2 separate regions of the Mus musculus genome follow, and region 1 is linked to region 2. Evidence: chromatin contacts called from public Hi-C data. All regions are on one chromosome and are shown on one strand. The core of a region is the stretch at or near the end of the contact, and the rest is flanking DNA. Distances in the headings are between cores, read along the strand shown.

Region 1 (5,982 bases), core at 114-2,613, 170 kb after region 2:
GATTTCCCCTTTTCATGTTACATTACCTGTTAGTATTGTCATGACTTAAGTCTTACTTAAGCAGCCATGCTGTTGAGGCATCAGGGGTGTAGCTTTCCTATCATTCCAAGAAGTCACAACCTCACAGCCAACTTCCTGACTTCCTTGTCCTATAGGTTTTACAATCATTCCATGTCCTCTTTCCCAAGATTCTATAAAATATAGGTGCAGGAATTGTGTTGTTGATATATCCATTTGGGCTGGGGTTCCTGCAATTAGATGATATATGAGCTATGGCCAGTTGTGGATTTCAATGATGGTCAAATCTAATAAAGAGAAGTTTCTTTAATGAATGTGAGAGCTACATTTATCTGGAAGTGTAAGAATAAATTTTAGAATACAGTTAGGAATGATGCTGATGTAGTAAAGTGGTAGTAATAGGTTTTCCTCTAAATCCATGACTTCATCGACTACATACAGTAGACTAGTTATTAACTCCCTCTTGTTGAGTGTACTTAAGTAAGTACAATTGGACAGCATAGGTTAGAGCCAAGATATGTGTGCCACAATTGCAATATGGCCATATTGGTCAGTGAGGTGCTTCATAGACATCACATCTGGATAGAACTATTGATGGCTTCTCTTTCTTGTCAGGTTGTATAATACTGATACTATGAATGATAGACCACAGGACAGAGGTTTTTTCAAGTTGGATCCAGCTCAAATTTTCCAACTGTTAAGTCAGAATTATGCAGTGTCTCCCACAATAGGAACTTACCTTCAAACTCTGAAAGACAACCAAGGATGGTTGCCTATATCATATTTGGAATCACCTGAAGTACCATGATCAACAATTCAAAAGGATGTTACACACATCACCACTAGGGTTTTCATGAGATTATCTTTGGCTTTTGTAAAGAACATTTCCAGCCCATAAAGCCCAACTTATGAAAGTGGATATGCACACGATCAGAGGAGAAAAGTGACCGTCACTTTTGAATTCTTTTTAGTCCCATGTAAACTGGAAGTAATAATGAAAAACTAAGATTTAAAAAAAAAAAAATAAAGAAAAACGTTGAAGAAAGTAAGACGTTTCGGTGTAAGGCACTCCCATCAAAATGTGTAATTAACAGTAGTAACTAGCATTTGGGATGCTAGATAGTCCAGTCTGACCTTATGCCAAGATCATGGAACAGAATATGGTTGTGTGGTAAATATAATCTGGGCCACACATAAGAACTGATCAAGCCAGATTGTATTAACTGTCTGTCCAAGTCACACTGGGAAATGAGGCATCTGCTGTTTCCTGATTCTAACAGTTTGGGGATTCCCAGATAAAAAGATGTGTCATTACAATCTTGTGGTGTAGACAGGGGAGGGCATGATTCAGCCAAAGCAATCTTTGGACTTTCCCTCCACTGAAGAACCTCTGGGAAGGCTTCCTGGATGCTAAACTCAGTAATCCTTAAAACTGACATCAGCTGTTCCTCTCTCTGAGCATCTGGAGTCATGTCTCTTCCCTAAGGAGACACCAACAGATCAAGTCAAACATGCACCCTGTACTAAAGGGACATGAAAAAGAAGATGAAGGCAAAATGCAGGCAACATATTAATCAGACAAAACTCAAACAATTGCTTCCATTACAGTTGTGATAAAAGGCTGTGAGCAGAAACTCAGGATAGTAGGAAAGCACAGTTTGAATGTTATCTGGAAGTCATGAATCCCTGAGAGTACATTGCTTAATTACTTTGTATGGGTAGTATCATTCTCTCACTTTGTCAAGTCTCTCTAACATTCCAAGACTGGAAATTCAGATTCATAATACGTAAGAACAGGCCTGAGAAAACACTATTTCAGTAGAGATCCATGCCTTAGCATTTTAGAATGTATGGCGGTGTCTACAAACATCCTACCTGGACAGTTGTCATGGATTATCTGCTCAGAAATGCCTGAGTGCTTACCTTTTGTTGGCTGGATTGTATTAAAGAACGCACTTATGCAGCAAACTAGAGGGGAAATTTTGCCAAGCGTACAGCAGAAAATGATGGGCGCTGCTAGCATTACTAAAGAAGGAAAAGTCCTCGATTGCTATGCATCTCAGTTACTGTCTGAAATGTGTGAGGCAGAAATAGAAAGACGAAACTCTCAAATCCTCTACCTTCTAAAATTCTATGAACGTTCACATACACAGTTATTGTGAAGCCAAGTAGGCGGTTGAAAGTTGAATTGTCTTAACAAATAGGAAAGTTAAGTTAGGTAGGGGGATGATTATAAAGGAGAGCTCCCTCCCTCAACTCTTGGGGCTAAATATTTGATGTGCGTGATGCTTTGCGAGAAACATTTGGGACTTTCCCTATGACAAATGTCCAATGACTTCTGTCAAAGCAGGAACTTAACTGAGTTAAGCCTGACTCATTCTAAGTCCATTTGCCATGTGTTCTAGACTTTTCTACTCTGTATCCCAACCTGCCATTGTTCTCACCACCATAGATAGTTTCTTTAGTGTCACTCCTGCACATTCCTACTCAGTGGCTATTGGTGATGTGGTGGCAACTAATAGGCTTCTCAGACAAGCTACTTCTCTCGAAATAAGGGCAGCTAAGCTCTTAGCTCTAAGAAATCATTCCATTTTGATGGGTCCTACAAGTGAGGCATTTGAAGAAAACTTTGTACTCCTTCTCAAATCATATCAAAGGTGAAATAACTGCCAACTGTCCCAACTGTAAAATACTAATTTTGATTGTCTCACCCATGAAACCTCAGCATCAGTAATCCAGGCCCATGCGAAGCACATAAGCAAAGCTCCGCAGTAGCTTCAGTCCCCCCCCCCCACCCCCCCACCCCCGCAAGACAACATCCAGCTGCTGAAAAGAATGCTTCTTTTCCTGATAGCATAAAGAAGATTCAGTTCCGGCATCACTGTCACTGAATATTCAAACATTATGCAAATTAGAAAAAAATTTATTCTGAGCTTTGCTCCTTCATCAAAAAAACCATGACAACAACCACAAGAATTTTCCATAATTCGGCCTACAAAGTTCTCCAGAAATAGAGTGTCTATTAAGTTGGATTTCGGCGTGTAACATTAGAAAGATCAAGTCTTTTGAAAGCCACAAAGAGAATAGAGTTGCGGAGCCTGGTGTTGCCAGGGCAGGACTCCAGACTCCCTGCAAGGTTCTACCCTGCGGTAATAGCTGTTCTCCTTTTCTATGTTGCTTAGGAATCACAAGACCTTTGCTGAACACCATCCTCCACCCCATTACTCATAATTCATATGTTTACCATCCCCCACCTCATCATCCCTGATTGAAACTGCTATAGAAGGCAGGTGTGGGAAATAAGATATTATTGCAATGTAAAGTCAAGCTAGCCATTAGATGCCAAGCTAAATTTCCAAACCAGGGCATAAATCTTTTAAACACCATACAATTTCAAATATTATCTTTTTTCCCCCCTTAAAGCAGAAAGAAACACCTGGCACATTATTTGGAGACTTCATAAAGAAAGAAGTAATGGAAATTATCTTTGACTGGCTGCAAGGATAAGTGGTTAATATATTTTAACTGTGGAATATAAGTATTCCTGTAATCCTGAATCCTGAATGGCAACTCTACCTTTTTCCCCACCCTCTTTTAGCAGTCTCCTCTCTCTCTCCTTTCCTCTCTCTTTCTTTCCTCTCTCTTTCCTCTCTGTCCTCTCTCTCTCTACTCTTATCTGTCCACTCTCTCTCTTCTCTCTCTCCCCTCTCTCCTCTTTCCTCTCTTTTCTCGTTCCCCTCTCCCCCCCCTCTCTCTCCTCTCTCTCCTCTTTTTTCTCTCCTCTCTTTTCTCATTCCCCTCCCCTCTCTCTCTCTCTCTCCTCTCTGTCCTCTCTCCTCTACTTTCTCTCCTCTCTTTCTCTCTGCTTTCCCCTTTTTCTTCCCTTCCTCTCCCCCTCTATCACACTCTTTGGGTATTTATTTCACCTCTTTTCTTAATTTGGGAAGGTATCAAATAGAGTATGTGATACCTATTTGATTTGTACTATCATTTATGAGACAAAAGAGAACCTCAGTGGCTTTCAAACTGCACACTAATCAAACATCCAGTTTCAAAAGTCCAAGAGGGCAGAGTTCCTGACCCTCAGTCCTGTCTCCACCCTGTCAACATTTACTTCAGCCTATTTTGTATCCCACGTGCCAGCTCCTTGAACAGTATCAGACATCTACTCCATAACTACTTGCTCAATTACAGGGGAAAGAATGAATATTTGTTAGAAACCAATATTCTTCTTAAGATTTCATATTTAAAAGAGAGAAATGATAAAATGAAAGGGAAAAGAAAAAAAATGGATCAAATACTCTAATCTAGTTCTACACCCTGAGAGGTAAAGGATATCAGAAACTCACTGTGTGCTCATCTATTCTGATCACATGGTACTCAGTCATTTTCAGTGAGACTGCTGTCCAGCCTGCTTTCTCATAGGAGTATAGGCCATGTAATTAAGATACTGTGTTTCCTTTTTAATCCTGAAAAAGCTCTATTCTTCTGATGGGGGAATAAAGAAAATACAAAGAAAGAGAAAGGAAAGGAAAGGAAAGGAAAGGAAAGGAAAGGAAAGGAAAGGGAAGGGAAGGGAAGGGAAGGGAAGGGAAGGGAAGGGAAGGGAAGGGAAGGGAAGGGAAGGGAAGGGAAGGGAAGGGAAGGGGAAAGGGAAAGGGAAAGGGAAGGGAAGGGAAGGGAAGGGAAGGGAAGGGAAGGGAAGGGGGAAGGGGGAAGGGGGAAGAGGAAAGGGGAAGGGAAAGGGGAAGGGAAAGGGGAAGGGAAAGGGGGGAGCAGGAAGGGGAAAGGGGAAAGGGGGAAGGGGAAGGGGGGAGGGGAAGGACTGCTCCTAGGTATTGTGGAGGAGAGTTTACTGTAGATAAAAGCGAGAGTATAGGCAAAGGCAGAGACATCTGGAAGAGTTCAGAATAGACATAACCAGACTAAGCTGGGCTTTGTGGGGAGATGGGGAGTGGAAGGAGAGAGGAGAAAGAACCAGGTGTAGCAACCAGAAAGCCAAAGGCACAAAAAGGACAGGTAACCAAAATGTCTGGATGATATAGGGAAGAGGCTCTGGGTGGAAGGCAGCTCAGCCCCTAGGCTGGAAAGTTCAGCATAGAGGTCAGCATGTGCCAGCCATACTCTGTAACAAGTAGAGACGAATGGATGCTAGAGAACCCAGAGGCCAGGTCCACTTCAAAATGTTAAATGGGCACATCAGCAATTTGTCCTGGGTTTGAAACTTGACAGTCTTTTCTTTATCTTCTAAACCCTGACTCAAGTGCTTTGTAATGGAATTTGGTCTGTGGTGTGTTAAATGAACAGATAACTAAAGTACATAAATATGGATTTTTTGTTTTTAATATGTGACCGGTTGAGAAACATATCCCGTGAGCCTTTAGTTTAAATGCAACCAGCTCTGAAACAATGGAAATATGGTTTGGCAGCTTCAGCTTCTTTTATCTCTTAGGTCTGAATATTGTAGGTATAATAGACTACATCTCTTAAAACAATCTGTGGGGACATTTCCTTTTGATTCAAACAGGAAACCCCAGAGGACCAGGAAGCAGTGGACCCTGGAGAGATTTGTAGTTCGGGTTACATATCTCAGAGATTTAAACATATTGGATAGCACTGAGAAGAAAAATAATAGTAGATTATTTCTTTTTATTCAATGAAATCACATTCACGTGCTTTTTACCGGCATTTGGACTTCAGTTTAAAAATCATCTGCTGTGACCTCTCCGTTCTTCATCCTTCTATCCCATTTCAGTTTTGATCCCTTGTACCTCGATGAGGAATTCCTATCAGGTTATCTTAAGGCAACTGCAATTGTGATGGAATATTATTACACAATTATCCTAAGCTACTGGTTGTGTAATGAATATATCATAATGGATGTCTTTTCCTTGATTACACCTCATAATATTATATCACAGTTATAATAACACCAGTGTAGTTACTAGTAAACAATATAATTGC
Region 2 (5,196 bases), core at 943-3,442:
ATCCCAACAAAGAGAGAAGTAGACACAAAGTGCCACCAGTTGCTGAGGAGATATTGGCACTCTACCTGTTGGAAAGGAGAGAAGAAGAAGGGGAGGGAGAGGGGAGGGCAAGGAGGAAGGAGAGAAGGAGGGAAAAGGTGAGGGAGAGGGAGGGGAAAGGAGATGGAATGAGAGGAGAGGGAGAGAGAGAGGGAAAGGGAGAGGGAGACAGAGAGGATGTGTTTTTCTTTATGGTGTGGACTTTAATAGGTCAACAATACTCCAATAAATGGCCACACATGTATAAACAGCACAGACTGGACTTGATGGGGAGGGAGGGAGGAAGGGAGGAAGGGAGGAAGAAGAGAGAAAGAAAACAGGATTTTATTCATGAGGAAGAGGGGATGGTGCTTGGAGGAGTTAGTCCAGAGACATGAATATGACCAAAATACACTGCACAAAAATGTAGAAGAACTAATAATAAAAGTGAGGAAAATAATATTCAATGTTATTTTTATTATTTAAATGATATATATTTATACTCATATAATGACAGTCTAATATTATATTATAGCTTGATGTTTGACTAAGGCTATTATAACTTATATTATTGCATCTTATACTTTTGGCAATATTTCTTGAATCCTTTCAGAGTTTTATAAGGACTGAAAGTTGACTGAGTCCATTTGTCCCAAATTGGTACAAATAACAAACAAACAAACAAACAAACAAACAAAATGCTATCAAGCATTCTCTGTTTGTTGCTTCCAACAGTTATGATAGATATTTATTTTATAAACTTTCTTTCAACCTTGTTTTTCTGTTTCTGGCAATATTTCAACAACGTTCCTATATGTATGAATTACTTCATGGGTGTGAGGCATGGAAGTATATATACATATATCTTAAGATTATAAGTATGCAGTGCCTTATGTTTTTAAGTTGATAACATGGGGGATTCCAAGGCAAGTCAGGTTGTTGTTACACTGTTCTATTAATAGCAGGGTTACATTCTTGAGTCTTAATCTTCCTTAAGGTATATTATTAACTTTGACAGAAAGATCAAACAAAAGTTCTGGTCTCTTTGGATGTAAGAAATATTTTCATAACAATCTGTGCATTGACATATTACTTACTGGAATCTGATTAGAGTTTACTCACAGGAGCAGAAATTACTCAAGGAAATCTATATTACTAAAGCCCACTCTAGCATGGGTGACAGCCCGTAAAACTTGGAAATCTACAGTATACTAGTACTACTTCCAGGCAGTTGAACTGCTTGGGGATTATCCTTTTCATTTGGCTAAATTGGTCTGAGCCTCTCAGACAACTGGACTGGTGTTAGCTTCCTTTGTGTACTTTGGCTGATCTGCCTCTTCCTGGCAGCTCAGCTGGTCTCTGAGTGGCTCTCAGAAGTCACTGTTTATGTATTCTTGGGAAGAGAGAAGACTGGTAAGTCTAGCCAATTTCTGGAACTTCCTGAGGCCATTGAGTTTACTTTCTGAAGTTTAAGAACTTTCCTGCAGGATGGAATGTTTCACCTCCTCTTAAAATAGTGCCCCTCAACCTGCAGGTCTCAACTTCATTGAGTGGCTGAAAAACTTTTTCACAGGGGTTGCATATAGGAGATTTACATTACAATTCATAAAAGTAGCAAAATTATAATTATGAAATAGCAAAAAAAATAATATTATGTTTCAGTTCATCACAAATGAGGAACTGTATTAAAGGGTTGCAGAATTAGGAAGACTGAGAACCACTTCCTTAGAACAACTTGTTTTACCTCCCTTTTAATATCCTAAGGTTTAAGGAGTTTCCCTGCAAGATGAAAGGTTTTAGTCACAGAGGAGGATGCTATAAAACATGTGCTAATAAAGAAATAATGAGAACCTCTGTTGGGCTTCATTTATTGTGTTTGTTGCTCATGAGAAAGACAAACAGCGTCAGATAAAAGAGAAAGGACCAGGAATGTAGTCTAGGCTGGATGAGGCCATTCTATGGTTCTTTCCTCTCCTTCATGTTACTCTTTTCCTAATGTGTTACTAATTATAGGCTAGATAGCAGCTTGGTCTACAGGGATATTCACTGTGGCTAGAGATTTCACTCCAGCTGTTCTGGGACTGATATGAAATATGCAAACATGTTAGTCGGCCCCTTCATATTATCAGAGCAACTCCCACCTTCTGAGCATGACTAATACAGCCTACAAAAAGCTCTTAGACAAGAATGGTAGCTGGCCCAGAGGAAACCACAGATTTCCTGAGAAGCCTAACATTGTTAGCAATGAGATGAAATGGAAAAAGTTAGCTCTTGGATTTCAAAGCCAAGGCTCTCTGCCCTGAGGAAAGCTTCTAAACTCTGCTGCTAAACACACAAGGAAACAAACTGGGATTATATATTTAGGCCTCCTCCTGGACTACAGACACGAAAGAAAGACAACAATTTAAATCACTCCTTCTGGAAAGAGATTTTATAGTCCTAAAATATGAGAAATACAAACTATATTGATATGTTGTTGTTGTTGTTGTTGTTGGAGAAATTAAGAAATCTTGGTGGAAGATGTAAGATATTTGCTACAAAACATTTTTAAAATAAAACAACTTTATTGATTGAAATACCAGACTATATACAATCAAGGAACTATACACTTAGGTAAAATCTCCATCGAAAAGGATAGAACAGTACAAGCAATGGAATTGAAAAAGAAATGCTTTAACATAAGAGTACAAGTGTTATTGCCTAGATAAATGTAGTCCAAGAGGAGAAGATAAAATAGTGAGTATGAATATTTAAATATTTAATATCGGAGGACAAATTATCAAGAAATTATCTTTATTTACATAAAAATGAGACGTAATACAGCAGAATAAAACAGCTCATTGATTTTCTTTTTAATAGAGAATGCTGTGATAAGGCACAGAGTATTTACTGAGAAATGAGAAGCATTTTGATATTAAGCTTCTCAAGAGAGAAGGCAGTGAGGCAGTATTTTATGTGTTGCAGCTTGACAACACATCTAAAAGCTTGACAACACATCTATGACAACACATTTATGTGTTGCAGCTTGACAACACATCTAAAAGCCCTAGAAAAAAGGAAGCAAATTCACCCAAGAGGAGTAGACGGCAGGAAATAATCAAACTCAGGGGTGAAATCAACCAAGTGGAAACAAGAAGAACTATTCAAAGAATTAACCAAACGAGGAGTTGGTTCTTTGAGAAAATCAACAAGATAGATAAACCCTTAGCTAGACTCACTAAAGGGCACAGGGACAAAATCCTAATTAACAAAATCAGAACTGAAAAGGGAGACATAACAACAGATCCTGAAGAAATCCAAAACACCATCAGATCCTTCTACAAAAGGCTATACTCAACAAAACTGGAAAACCTGGACGAAATGGACAAATTTCTGGACAGATACCAGGTACCAAAGTTGAATCAGGATCAAGTTGACCTTCTAAACAGTCCCATATCACCTAAAGAAATAGAAGCAGTTATTAATAGTCTCCCAACCAAAAAAAAGCCCAGGACCAGACGGGTTTAGTGCAGAGTTCTATCAGACCTTCAAAGAAGATCTAATTCCAGTTCTGCACAAACTATTTCACAAAAGAGAAGTAGAAGGTACTCTACCCAACTCATTTTATGAAGCCACTATTACTCTGATACCTAAACCACAGAAAGACCCAACAAAGATAGAGAACTTCAGACCAATTTCTCTTATGAATATCGATGCAAAAATCCTCAATAAAATTCTCGCTAACCGAATCCAAGAACACACTAAAGCAATCATCCATCCTGACCAAGTAGGTTTTATTCCAGGGATGCAGGGATGGTTTAATATACGAAAATCCATCAATGTAATCCATTATATAAACAAACTCAAAGATAAAAACCACATGATCATCTCGTTAGATGCAGAAAAAGCATTTGACAAGATCCAACACCCATTCATGATAAAAGTTTTGGAAAGATCAGGAATTCAAGGCCCATACCTAAACATGATAAAAGCAATCTACAGCAAACCAGTAGCCAACATCAAAGTAAATGGAGAGAAGCTGGAAGCAATCCCACTAAAATCAGGGACTAGACAAGGCTGCCCACTTTCTCCCTACCTTTTCAACATAGTACTTGAAGTATTAGCCAGAGCAATTCGACAACAAAAGGAGATCAAGGGAATACAAATTGGAAAAGAGGACGTCAAAATATCACTTTTTGCAGATGATATGATAGCATATATAAGTGACCCTAAAAATTCTACCAGAGAACTCCTAAACCTGATAAACAGCTTCGGTGAAGTAGCTGGATATAAAATAAACTCAAACAAGTCAATGGCCTTTCTCTATACAAAGAATAAACAGGCTGAGAAAGAAATTAGGGAAACAACACCCTTCTCAATAGTCACAAATAATATAAAATATCTTGGCGTGACTCTAACTAAGGAAGTGAAAGATCTGTATGATAAAAACTTCAAATCTCTGAAGAAAGAAATTAAGGAAGATCTCAGAAGATGGAAAGATCTCCCATGCTCATGGATTGGCAGGATCAACATTGTAAAAATGGCTATCTTGCCAAAAGCAATCTACAGATTCAATGCAATCCCCATCAAAATTCCAACTCAATTCTTCAACGAATTGGAAGGAGCAATTTGCAAATTTGTCTGGAATAACAAAAAACCTAGGGTAGCAAAATGTCTTCTCAAGGATAAAAGAACTTCTGGCAGAATCACCATGCCAGACCTAAAGCTTTACTACAGAGCAATTGTGATAAAAACTGCATGGTACTGGTATAGAGACAGACAAGTAGACCAATGGAATAGAATTGAAGACCCAGAAATGAACCCACACACCTATGGTCACTTGATCTTCGACAAGGGAGCTAAAACCATCCAGTGGAAGAAAGACAGCATTTTCAACAATTGATGCTGGCACAACTGGTTGTTATCGTGTAGAAGAATGCGAATCGATCCATACTTATCTCCTTGTACTAAGGTCAAATCTAAGTGGATCAAGGAACTTCACATAAAACCAGAGACACTGAAACTTATAGAGGAGAAAGTGGGGAAAAGCCTTGAAGATATGGGCACAGGGGAAAAATTCCTGAATAGAACAGCAATGGCTTGTGCTGTAAGATTGAGAATTGACAAATGGGACCTAATGAAACTCCAAAGTTTCTGCAAGGCAAAAGACACCGTCAATAAGACAAAAAGACCACCAAC

Evidence for each region. A called contact is a pair of places that touch in the nucleus more often than the background predicts.
Region 1: a contact with region 2 is called in a Hi-C map of adipose-derived mesenchymal stem cells, with 1.9 times the contacts expected there. The contact joins two enhancer-like sites. A contact is called at or near these places in 2 of 484 Hi-C or Micro-C datasets (adipose-derived mesenchymal stem cells and nephron progenitors).

The regions. Positions count from the first base shown.
Region 1 is chr8:54,448,693-54,454,674 of GRCm38.p6, forward strand. No RefSeq gene overlaps it. Among named protein-coding and RNA genes, the nearest start is that of Spcs3, 78 kb to the right of the region's middle. Within about 2 kb of position 1,364, at least 31 of the 459 cell types and tissues checked have an H3K27ac peak or open chromatin away from gene starts, as enhancers often do. A contact at or near this core is called in adipose-derived mesenchymal stem cells, where this site is marked.
Region 2 is chr8:54,273,554-54,278,749 of GRCm38.p6, forward strand. No RefSeq gene overlaps it. Among named protein-coding and RNA genes, the nearest start is that of Gm33153, 190 kb to the left of the region's middle. Within about 2 kb of position 2,193, at least 21 of the 459 cell types and tissues checked have an H3K27ac peak or open chromatin away from gene starts, as enhancers often do. A contact at or near this core is called in adipose-derived mesenchymal stem cells, where this site is marked.